Linked DNA regions of Mus musculus: regions 2 and 3 are each linked to region 1. The links are chromatin contacts, called in public Hi-C and HiChIP or PLAC-seq maps. All regions are on one chromosome and are shown on one strand. Each heading gives the region's core, a stretch centred on a gene start, on an enhancer-like site or on the middle of the called end of the contact. The rest is flanking DNA. Distances are from core to core; before and after follow the strand shown.

What was found. A called contact is a pair of places that touch in the nucleus more often than the background predicts. HiChIP or PLAC-seq counts read pairs in DNA pulled down with a chosen protein or histone mark.
Region 2: an H3K27ac HiChIP or PLAC-seq map of stem cell-derived neural progenitor cells shows a contact between it and region 1, with 2.3 times the contacts expected there. The contact joins the enhancer-like site here to the promoter of Washc2 in region 1. A contact is called at or near these places in 5 of 39 promoter capture datasets (the HPC-7 cell line, fetal liver, liver and 1 more), 1 of 484 Hi-C or Micro-C datasets (liver), 5 of 115 datasets of contacts at active chromatin or transcription factors (the SCID.adh cell line, bone marrow-derived macrophages, embryonic stem cells and 2 more) and 2 of 9 other capture datasets (adipose tissue and pancreatic islet).
Region 3: a contact with region 1 is called in a Hi-C map of the G1E-ER4 cell line, with 3 times the contacts expected there. The contact joins the enhancer-like site here to the promoter of Washc2 in region 1. A contact is called at or near these places in 12 of 39 promoter capture datasets (the 3T3-L1 cell line, 3T3-L1-derived adipocytes, the HPC-7 cell line and 7 more), 1 of 15 datasets of contacts at CTCF or cohesin (the G1E-ER4 cell line), 29 of 484 Hi-C or Micro-C datasets (3T3-L1-derived adipocytes, B cells, the Ba/F3 cell line and 18 more), 11 of 115 datasets of contacts at active chromatin or transcription factors (the SCID.adh cell line, acute myeloid leukemia, bone marrow-derived macrophages and 6 more) and 3 of 9 other capture datasets (adipose tissue, embryonic stem cells and pancreatic islet).

The regions. Positions count from the first base shown.
Region 1 is chr6:116,206,680-116,209,379 of GRCm38.p6, reverse strand. Washc2 (WASH complex subunit 2`) reads right to left here and starts at 1,347. Exons shown (of 31, transcript NM_026585.3): 1 at 1,253-1,347; 2 at 1,051-1,173; 3 at 262-426. The coding sequence starts at 1,173. It overlaps 9530062K07Rik (RIKEN cDNA 9530062K07 gene), which reads left to right and starts at 1,387. Exons shown (of 4, transcript NR_131013.1): 1 at 1,387-1,478; 2 at 2,123-2,226.
Region 2 is chr6:116,396,423-116,399,122 of GRCm38.p6, reverse strand. All of the region lies in intron 4 of Marchf8 (membrane associated ring-CH-type finger 8), which reads right to left. Among named protein-coding and RNA genes, the nearest start is that of Gm38880, 15 kb to the left of the region's middle. Within about 2 kb of position 1,357, at least 51 of the 459 cell types and tissues checked have an H3K27ac peak or open chromatin away from gene starts, as enhancers often do. A contact at or near this core is called in stem cell-derived neural progenitor cells, where this site is marked.
Region 3 is chr6:116,416,393-116,419,092 of GRCm38.p6, reverse strand. All of the region lies in intron 7 of Alox5 (arachidonate 5-lipoxygenase), which reads left to right. It overlaps Gm38880 (a long non-coding RNA gene), which reads right to left. Exons shown (of 5, transcript XR_869387.2): 2 at 1-2,700. Among named protein-coding and RNA genes, the nearest start is that of Gm38880, 4.5 kb to the right of the region's middle. Within about 2 kb of position 1,357, at least 34 of the 459 cell types and tissues checked have an H3K27ac peak or open chromatin away from gene starts, as enhancers often do. A contact at or near this core is called in the Ba/F3 cell line, the G1E-ER4 cell line, the HPC-7 cell line and 4 more, where this site is marked.

The DNA of each region.
Region 1 (2,700 bases), core at 98-2,597:
GCTCAAATGGTAATTGCCCTCAAAACTAAAAACAGAAAAACCAGCACGAGGCAAACCTTATTATTAGATGTTTTTAAAGGTTTGTAAAACCCATGAACTTTACTGATAAAAGACACTGATTTCAGAGAAAGGAGCTTCAGTTACCAAGAACCAATCTATCCACCAAAACTTAGAAGAGAACCTTATTATCATTATAAATGACAATAGTTCTTACTCCCCAAAAGGGATTATTCGAAAGTCAGATACCATAAAACAACTCACATTCTCAATGAACTGGGTATTAGACAGCATGAGGAAGTCATTGAACACATTATGCAGACGACAATGTGTGGCTTTGGTCTCCTGAATTAATCCATCCACCTGCTTCTTGATTTCATGAGTCCTGGAGATAGTCTGCTGTGAGAATTCCTGTAGAAACTGTAGTAGCTATTTTGAAAAGAAACATACACAAGTATCAACACTACATGTGATTTAAAGCAAAACAAACAAACAAAAAACCCCTCCCCTTTTGCCCCTATGTTAAGAAAAAGGGATGATACTGTTGATCTAAGGTCAGGTGACCCTGGAAAGCATTAAGAAAGCTCATCAGATAAGTTTGTCCAGAACACAAAACCAGTATCACATTTCTACAGGGATTTAAAGCCCTGTTTGGTTGTCACGCTCCAGAGACCACATAGTGTGACAAAACACCCCAAATCCCACTTGTATGAAAGTTCTGAGCTCTTAGGTCCCGAAGTGAGCAGATCTACTCAAAAATATGTGCTGCCCCATTTAGCCCCAGTTCTAATACAGAAGGGCCTCCGTAGAGACAAAGCAGTCCTTGGAGAGGGCAGAAACAGAATCTGCTCAGCAGGATGGCGTGGAGGGCAAGGTTGAAAAGCCACTGCACGGAAGGAAACCCGCGTCTGCGCGGCAGAGTGCTGGGTAGAAGCCCACAGGGCCGCCCTCCCCGGTGTCTGAGATTGCGCCTTTGAATACTGGAGGAAGCGTGTCCCCGAGGAGGGGTAACTACAACTCTGTCCCTCCCTTGGCCCCGGGTCCCCCGCTCACACCGGCGTCAGCCGCCAGAGACCAGTTCTGACTGCTGCGGCGGATCTCCTCCACCGACCAGGGCCGTTCCCACACCGGCTCGGATGCCGGAGGCCGCTCCGAGTCGGGGCTCGTCCGGTTCATCTACAGCGAGAAGGACAAAAAGAAGAGCTGAGTCTGGGGCGAAGGATCCAGCCCTGCCCTCCTGGGCCGCCGTCCTCACCACGATGACACCGCCACTCAGCAAGCTCCAAAGTGACTACGGGAGTGGCTACTACACTGCCCACCCAGCGCGGTGGTAATCACATGGTTCACGTCACGTGATGGTGTCCTCACGTGACCTGGGGCGCAGCCTCTGATCGGGAGCTATGGGTTAGTAGCTCCTGGGTAATTGGGTTTGACCAGAGAGAAGGTGTTTAAGCGGCCAGCTAGTGCGAAAGAGGCGGAAGGTACCAGTGGGGCCCATGCTGAGGAGTCCCGTGGCCTACCAGGTGGGAGCTGAAGAGGAAGGAGAGCGGAGGACGACTTCCTGGATGTGCGGCGGCTTTATTGATTATGCATGTGATGTGAGACTAGCCCAGGGCCACAGTGACCCTCAATGTGTACATCTGCTAACCGGTTTGGTTTCAGTTCAATGTGGATCCGCTTGAAATTCTTGAAACCCTCAGCTGAGATTCAAGGCCGGGAGGTGGAGGGGTAGAAATCGAAATCCAAAGCTCCCCTGGCTGTCCACTAGCACTTCCTTGTGAACAGACCCCTTTCTGAGTTGGTCTTGCCCAGACTGACTTTTAGAAATAACCCCTTATCTTTCCTTTTTGTGTGCCCGAGAACAAGTTACTTAGCTTCTTCTATAAGCTTTCTTCTGCATATTAAAGAAGCAATACAGCCGGGCATGGTGGCGCACACCTTTAATCCCAGCACTTGGGAGGCAGAGGCAGGCGGATTTCTGAGTTCGAGGCCAGCCTGGTCTACACAGAGAGAAACTCTGTCTCGAAAAATAAAAATAAAAAAGAAGCGATAATAGGTGTTAAAACAGATAGTGCCTGGTATATGGTGAGTGCTCACCTTAGATCTTATCATTTCTCCTGTGCAGATTATTTTTCCAACTTTCAGATTTTGCTTTGTGGCCACCTCCGTTGAAACCTCATTAAAGATTTCTCTTTGGTATGCAACTAAGACAAATGAAAACCTGCTCAGGTAAAAATCTGCAAGAATTTTCACTGTAGTGTTGATCCATACCCAGAAAGCAGAAGCAATCTAAATGTCCATCAGGTGACGAATGGATAAACAAAATGCTGTAGAACCACGCAATTCACCAAAAGAAATAAAATGCTGATATATGATAGGGCATGAATTAACCTAGAAATACTTCAATTGAAAGAGGTCAGTCATATACATGAGCACAGGTTATTCTATTTATATGAAATATCCAGAATGGATCAATCCAGAGAGAGGAAGTAGGTTGGTGGGGGCCAGGGATTGAGGAAAGAAGGGAATGGGGAGTTAACTGCTTATGAGCAAGTAGTCAGCTGTGAACTAGTAAAGCCAGGGTAAAGGCTCAGGTTGGTTTCTGTAGCATTAGTGTGATTGTATCTGTGTTGCTGTTAGGGTGAGCAGGTGTTATAGATAGACATTAGATTTAGGGTTATGATTAACATTGTGGTTATGGTG
Region 2 (2,700 bases), core at 108-2,607, 190 kb before region 1:
CTAATCCTACTTAATCTCAAGAGAAGATACATGCTAATGTGATGTATGTGTACGGTGAAGTCACTGGCATCTGAACTCAGTCAGCACTCCTGAGCCATCAGTTCATCTGTATGGTCCACACTATCTACAGATCCTGTGGTGGGGGAAAAACTAGTCATTGGGGAAGAGAACCTCAACTGAGAAAATGCTTTTACCAGACTGACCTGTAGGCAAGTCTGTGGAAGAATTTCTTTGATTAATGAATGAGAGATAAGGGTCCAGACCACTGTGGCAGTACCACCAGTGGGCAAGGTAGCCCCAGGTTATAATAAGAAAGTAGGCTGAGCAAGCCATGGGGAGCAAGCCAGTAAGCAATGTTCTTCCATGGGCTGCTTAAGTTCCTACCTCCAGGTTTCTCCCTCGCCTTAAATTCTCGCCTTGGCTTCCCTATCAGAAACTGTGTGTAAACAGTAAGCTGAGGAAAGCCCTTTCCTCTCCCAGGCTGCATGCTTATATAGACTTTCTCAGAGCAACAGGAAGCAAACTAAGACACAAACTGGTACCAGGATCACAGGGTATTGCTTTACAGGATGTAGCTCTGTAGAATGTATGTTCATATGCAGAACCCAAACTACTTGTTACTTACCACTCAAGGCCATGTCCCATCTCACAACCCTTCTCTAGCCTTAGGCTCACTTATGCTGTGCTCAGCCATGGAAATTCTCTCCTTTTAAGTATTCATAGCATTTTCACTAAGGCCATGTGTGCAGTCCAAGCTCGTCTCTCTAGTCAAAGGCAGCTGTGCTGTATGACAATGGGAGAGCATCGCAGGCTTCCACAGACAGGGACACACACACTGGAGCATGGTATTTTAGGAATCCTGTTTATCAGAGTACCTTTTAATTTCCTTCCCAGGAAGTTGGTGAAGGTTACTGTCCTCCCACTCCAAGCTAAAAGGTAGTGATTTGCTGCTAACCACCCTCTCAGTAGACCTGACTTCATAAAGTAGACATGCCTCACTTGGTGTTTTAGTCACTGGGATATGCAGACTGAGATTATGTCTCAGAAAACTTGCAGTTTAGTGAAATTTCTCTGAGAAAGCCATTGCTCTCTTCTATAAATAAATACCCAGCTGTATCCAACCTAAACAGTGAGCCACAATTAAAGAAGAGGTCGCTCTGTGGCTGCTCTGATACATACATTGTGGCTCTTGCTGGAAGGCTGTGCCAAGAACCAGGCTGGCGAGAACAATTAACTAGTCTGGCCATTAAAGTAAATAGATACAATATAGAATTCACGGGGGAGAGTGCATCATAAAGAACTACTCAATACAAAAGCATTTGCATTACAAAGGACTCGGTGCTGCCTAGCAAGGAGCTCTAACACTGGGTTCCCTTCTTTCCTGGCCTGTTGGCGCCCAGTCATGTGGACAGCAGTATGTCTCCAGTATAATGAGAGGCAGGGGGCACACTATCACGAAGGAAAGCTGAGGCAGAAATGCTTTAAGACTTGCCTTCCTAAAGTCTCCACAGCTGGAGTCTCAACAAAGTAATACACGTTTAGAACGATACTGAAGAATACTGAAGGCAACAATTTCTGAGCAAAGAAGTCTTCATAACCCAGAAACTAAAGTTGTGACCATATAAGGTTCAAAGTCATCAGTGATGGGTTTGCACAAAGGTCTGTGTCTGTATCTGTGTATCACTCAAAGGACCCCCTCACTATTGTAACTTCCTTTAATTTTTCCTCACTATTGTAACTTCCTTTAAACAGATAATTTTTCACTACAAAAAGTAATTCTTACAATTTTAGGGTACTGGCAAAAGAGGCTTTTTGACTCCAGAGTCCTCGCTGTGCTCTAGGACCACTCCACTGAGCACCACCAGGCAGAGATTAATCACTTAAACATCAGGTTAAGGATCTGAAGAGAGCTCTGTCAATAACCCAAGTCTGAGGACCTGAGTTGCATTCCTAGAGCCCACATGGCTGGTGGGAAGCAGCTTGGTGTTATGGTGCCCACTTCTAATCCCACCCCTGGAGAGGTGAAGCAGATGGATCCTGAAGGTTACTAGCCAGCCAGCCTGCCTCCTTGGTAAGTTCCAGGCTAGTGGGAGACCCTGTCTCAAAAGACCAAGGTGGACAGCTTCTGAGATGCAACACCCAAGGCTGTCCTCTGGCCTCCACATGTACATGCACACACTTGTACACATGTAAGTGTGCACACTCATTAAATTAATTACCAAGTCAAGACACAAGCCTGCTGCAAGGATCAAATAAAACCAGAGGAAAGGCAGGAGGGTCACGCATAGCTGCAGACCTCACCTCTACTAGGACAGACCCTTTCTCACAGTATGTTGAGAGAGCTTCTACACAGGCTCCTTGTCTTGCCAGCCTTAGTTCAAGGGGCACACAACTTCAAGATTAAACCACAGGCTGAGAATGCTGCCAATGAGAACACAGGACGTACACTAGACCTGATACTCCAAAGGCAGCTGAGTCTGAAGGTGATAAATAAAACCAGCCATTTTAAAGTCCACACCACCCCTCTCCATAAACCACACACATTCTCTGGGTAAACACATATCAGCCTCAGGGTTTCATATGCATATAGGGAAAGCAGTCTACTACTGAGTAACTTCTATCATGTCTTAACACAAAAGGTTGTCAGGCTGCCTTAAAACTTCACCAGCCTCGGCAGACTAGGGTGCTCCCTGTAGACTG
Region 3 (2,700 bases), core at 108-2,607, 210 kb before region 1:
TAATTAATCAAATCAGTTAGCTGCATATCTATACCCCCACCCCTCTGCACTCCAGGAGTCCTGAGCCTATTATCAGAGAAAGCTCTATGTGTAAGAAGCTGAAGCATCAAATGAAGGCACAGGGGATGTGGGAAATCACCACTGAAAGATGCCAGGAGAGGGATGGATTACCACTGACAGGTGTTCTGAAATAGCATGTCCCAGACATGTATTTATTAGAGCCAGAGGCCTGGCTCAAATCTCAGCTCTTTCCATTGTTAGCAGGAATTAGGCATTGGACAAGCCACAGGACATGGTTAACCCTTTCTCTATAGCTGCCCAGGAGAATTAATGCACCCCAGGGCAGTGGTAGCTGCAGTTACTGGGACAACCCTTGAACAGGGCCCACAGCTGCTGTAACAGATGGATTCTAGGCTGGGCTGTAAGAAGGCCCATGGGTCTCCGTGTTGAGGCTGGCAAGGCCAGGACAATTGAAAGCAGTGCTGAGAGGTTCTCTGCCAAGACTGAACTGAACCAGCCTTTTTGAGGATCAACAGAGCAACATGCTAGAGGATGGAGATCATGGTTCTGGCTTGGGTGTGAGGCTGCAGACAGACAGAACATAGGAGAGGTTGAGGGGATGGGACCGTGTCCAAAGCAGGAAACACTACAGCACTGTACACCTTCAAAGAGGACTGCATCTGCTCTCAGCTGACTTGGCCCTTCCCAGGGCTAGTACCAAAGCAGAAAAGCAAAACATGGAATATGGATGATATCAGCTCATTTATGCAAAAATGAATGCAAGAACACAGCATGCCACAAACCATATGCTTTACATGGGTAGACATTGGTGTTGGCTTGGTGAGACACAGGACACAGGGTCACCACGCTGCATACAGAACAGGTTGGAGATAGTAAGGATAGGTCTAAGTTCCTCATAATAAGGTTCTGTTTATGAAAAGTAAACACAAATACACACATATGCAAAGACCTAGGGAAGCAGCGACCTCTTGTGGCTGGACAAGAGGTACATTCTCACTAGTTCTTGGACTCTTCTGTAAATGCTGGAGTAGTTTACAATAATAATCATATATTATTTTCTACTCAGAAACAAAAGATGGCCTCCTTCAAAAGCATTTAAAATAATGCAAGCACGTTGTCCTGGGCATATTCTAGAAGAGCTGGGACAAGGACAAGTCTGGAGGGGTGGGAGGAGGTGTGGCATGCTCTGTATAAAAGCTCACCATGGGAGCCCCTGTGTGGCATGGTCAGACAGAGAGGAAGGAACTGCAGGGTGATGGAGTTACAGCAGGCAAAGCAACAGAGCATCCCTACTTAGCTCCATCCAGACCTCTGTGTGGCCTGGAGAGAGGCTGAGTCACTCAGAACCTCACACTTTATCTCTTTGCAAAATAGGAAGGATGAGGAAGAACTGTTGGTCAGGCTGTGGTGAGGATTTTGTGATGACACATACGTCAAACCTTACGACACAGCAGAAAGTCTCTGGACTCAGTGCCTGAGGATACCTGAGTAGGACAGGTGGCCCGTGTGCTCTAGGAAGCAGGCCACAGGGTGGCTGTCTGTGGGCCACACAGCTATGGAAACAGAGCGATCACTGTGAGGAGCAGTCCTCTGAGAACCTTGCTCACTAGGACCCTCTGGAAACGGCAAGCCTGTTGTCCTCTGAGGACACATGTGCTGACTTCTGACTTAAACCTGATCACTTAAGGAATCTGAAATTCTCTCCTAAAGGTAGAGGACAAATCCATTAGCGAACAAGTGGGAAGGATACTGTGGGGGTCAGGAGTGTCTCCCTGGCCTCCTTGCTCATCCTCAGGCGGTAGGGGAGAGCTGCTTCCCTAGTAGTCCTGCCACCTCCCCCACAGCACAGTGGCTTAGGAAGCTTAGGACGCAGTACTCCTTGCTCTGGTGTTCTCGAGACGCACTTAATCCAAACCAAGACCCGGAGTAAATTCTTAGTGTCCATAACCCAAAGACTTAGAAGAAGAGTAAAAGAATGAAACCTGCCAGGACTATTTCAGAATGGTTTTGTGTTGTAGAAAAGTGGGTGAGGCAAGGAGCTAAAGGGGTCTGCAACCCTATAGGTGGAACAACAATATGAACTAACCAGTACCCCCGGAGCTCGTGTCTCTAGCTGCATATGTAGCAGAAGACGGCCTAGTCGGCCATCATTGGGAAGAGAGGCCCCTTGGTCTTGCAAACTTTATATGCCTCAGTACAGGGGAATGCCAGGGCCAAGAAGTGGGAGTGGGGGGGGGAGTGGGGGGAGGGTCTGGGGGACTTTTGGGATAGCATTTGAAATGTAAATGAAGAAAATACCTAATTAAAAAATAAATAAATAAAATTCTCAAAGATTAAAAAAGAAAGAAAGAAAGAAAAGTAAAGAAAAGAAAAGTGGGTGAGGTAAATATTTTACCCTGGGGTTACGTATTTCTTTTTTCTTTTAAAAAATATGGCTGACTAAAAAAAAAAAAATGTAATTTAAAAAAAGGTGGCCTCCTAGAAATTTGAATTTGTGCTGCTTGCATTATATTTCTATTGGCTAGTGCTACTTTGGATGGAGAGACAAATCAGAAAGGTGCTTATAACCTCTCTAATGAAAACAACTTAAGGAAGGGAGAGTTATTTTGGTGCTCAGTTTAAGGGAATACAGTCCATCGCAGAGGGTGAGGCATGGCTGTAGAAATAGGAAGTGGTTGG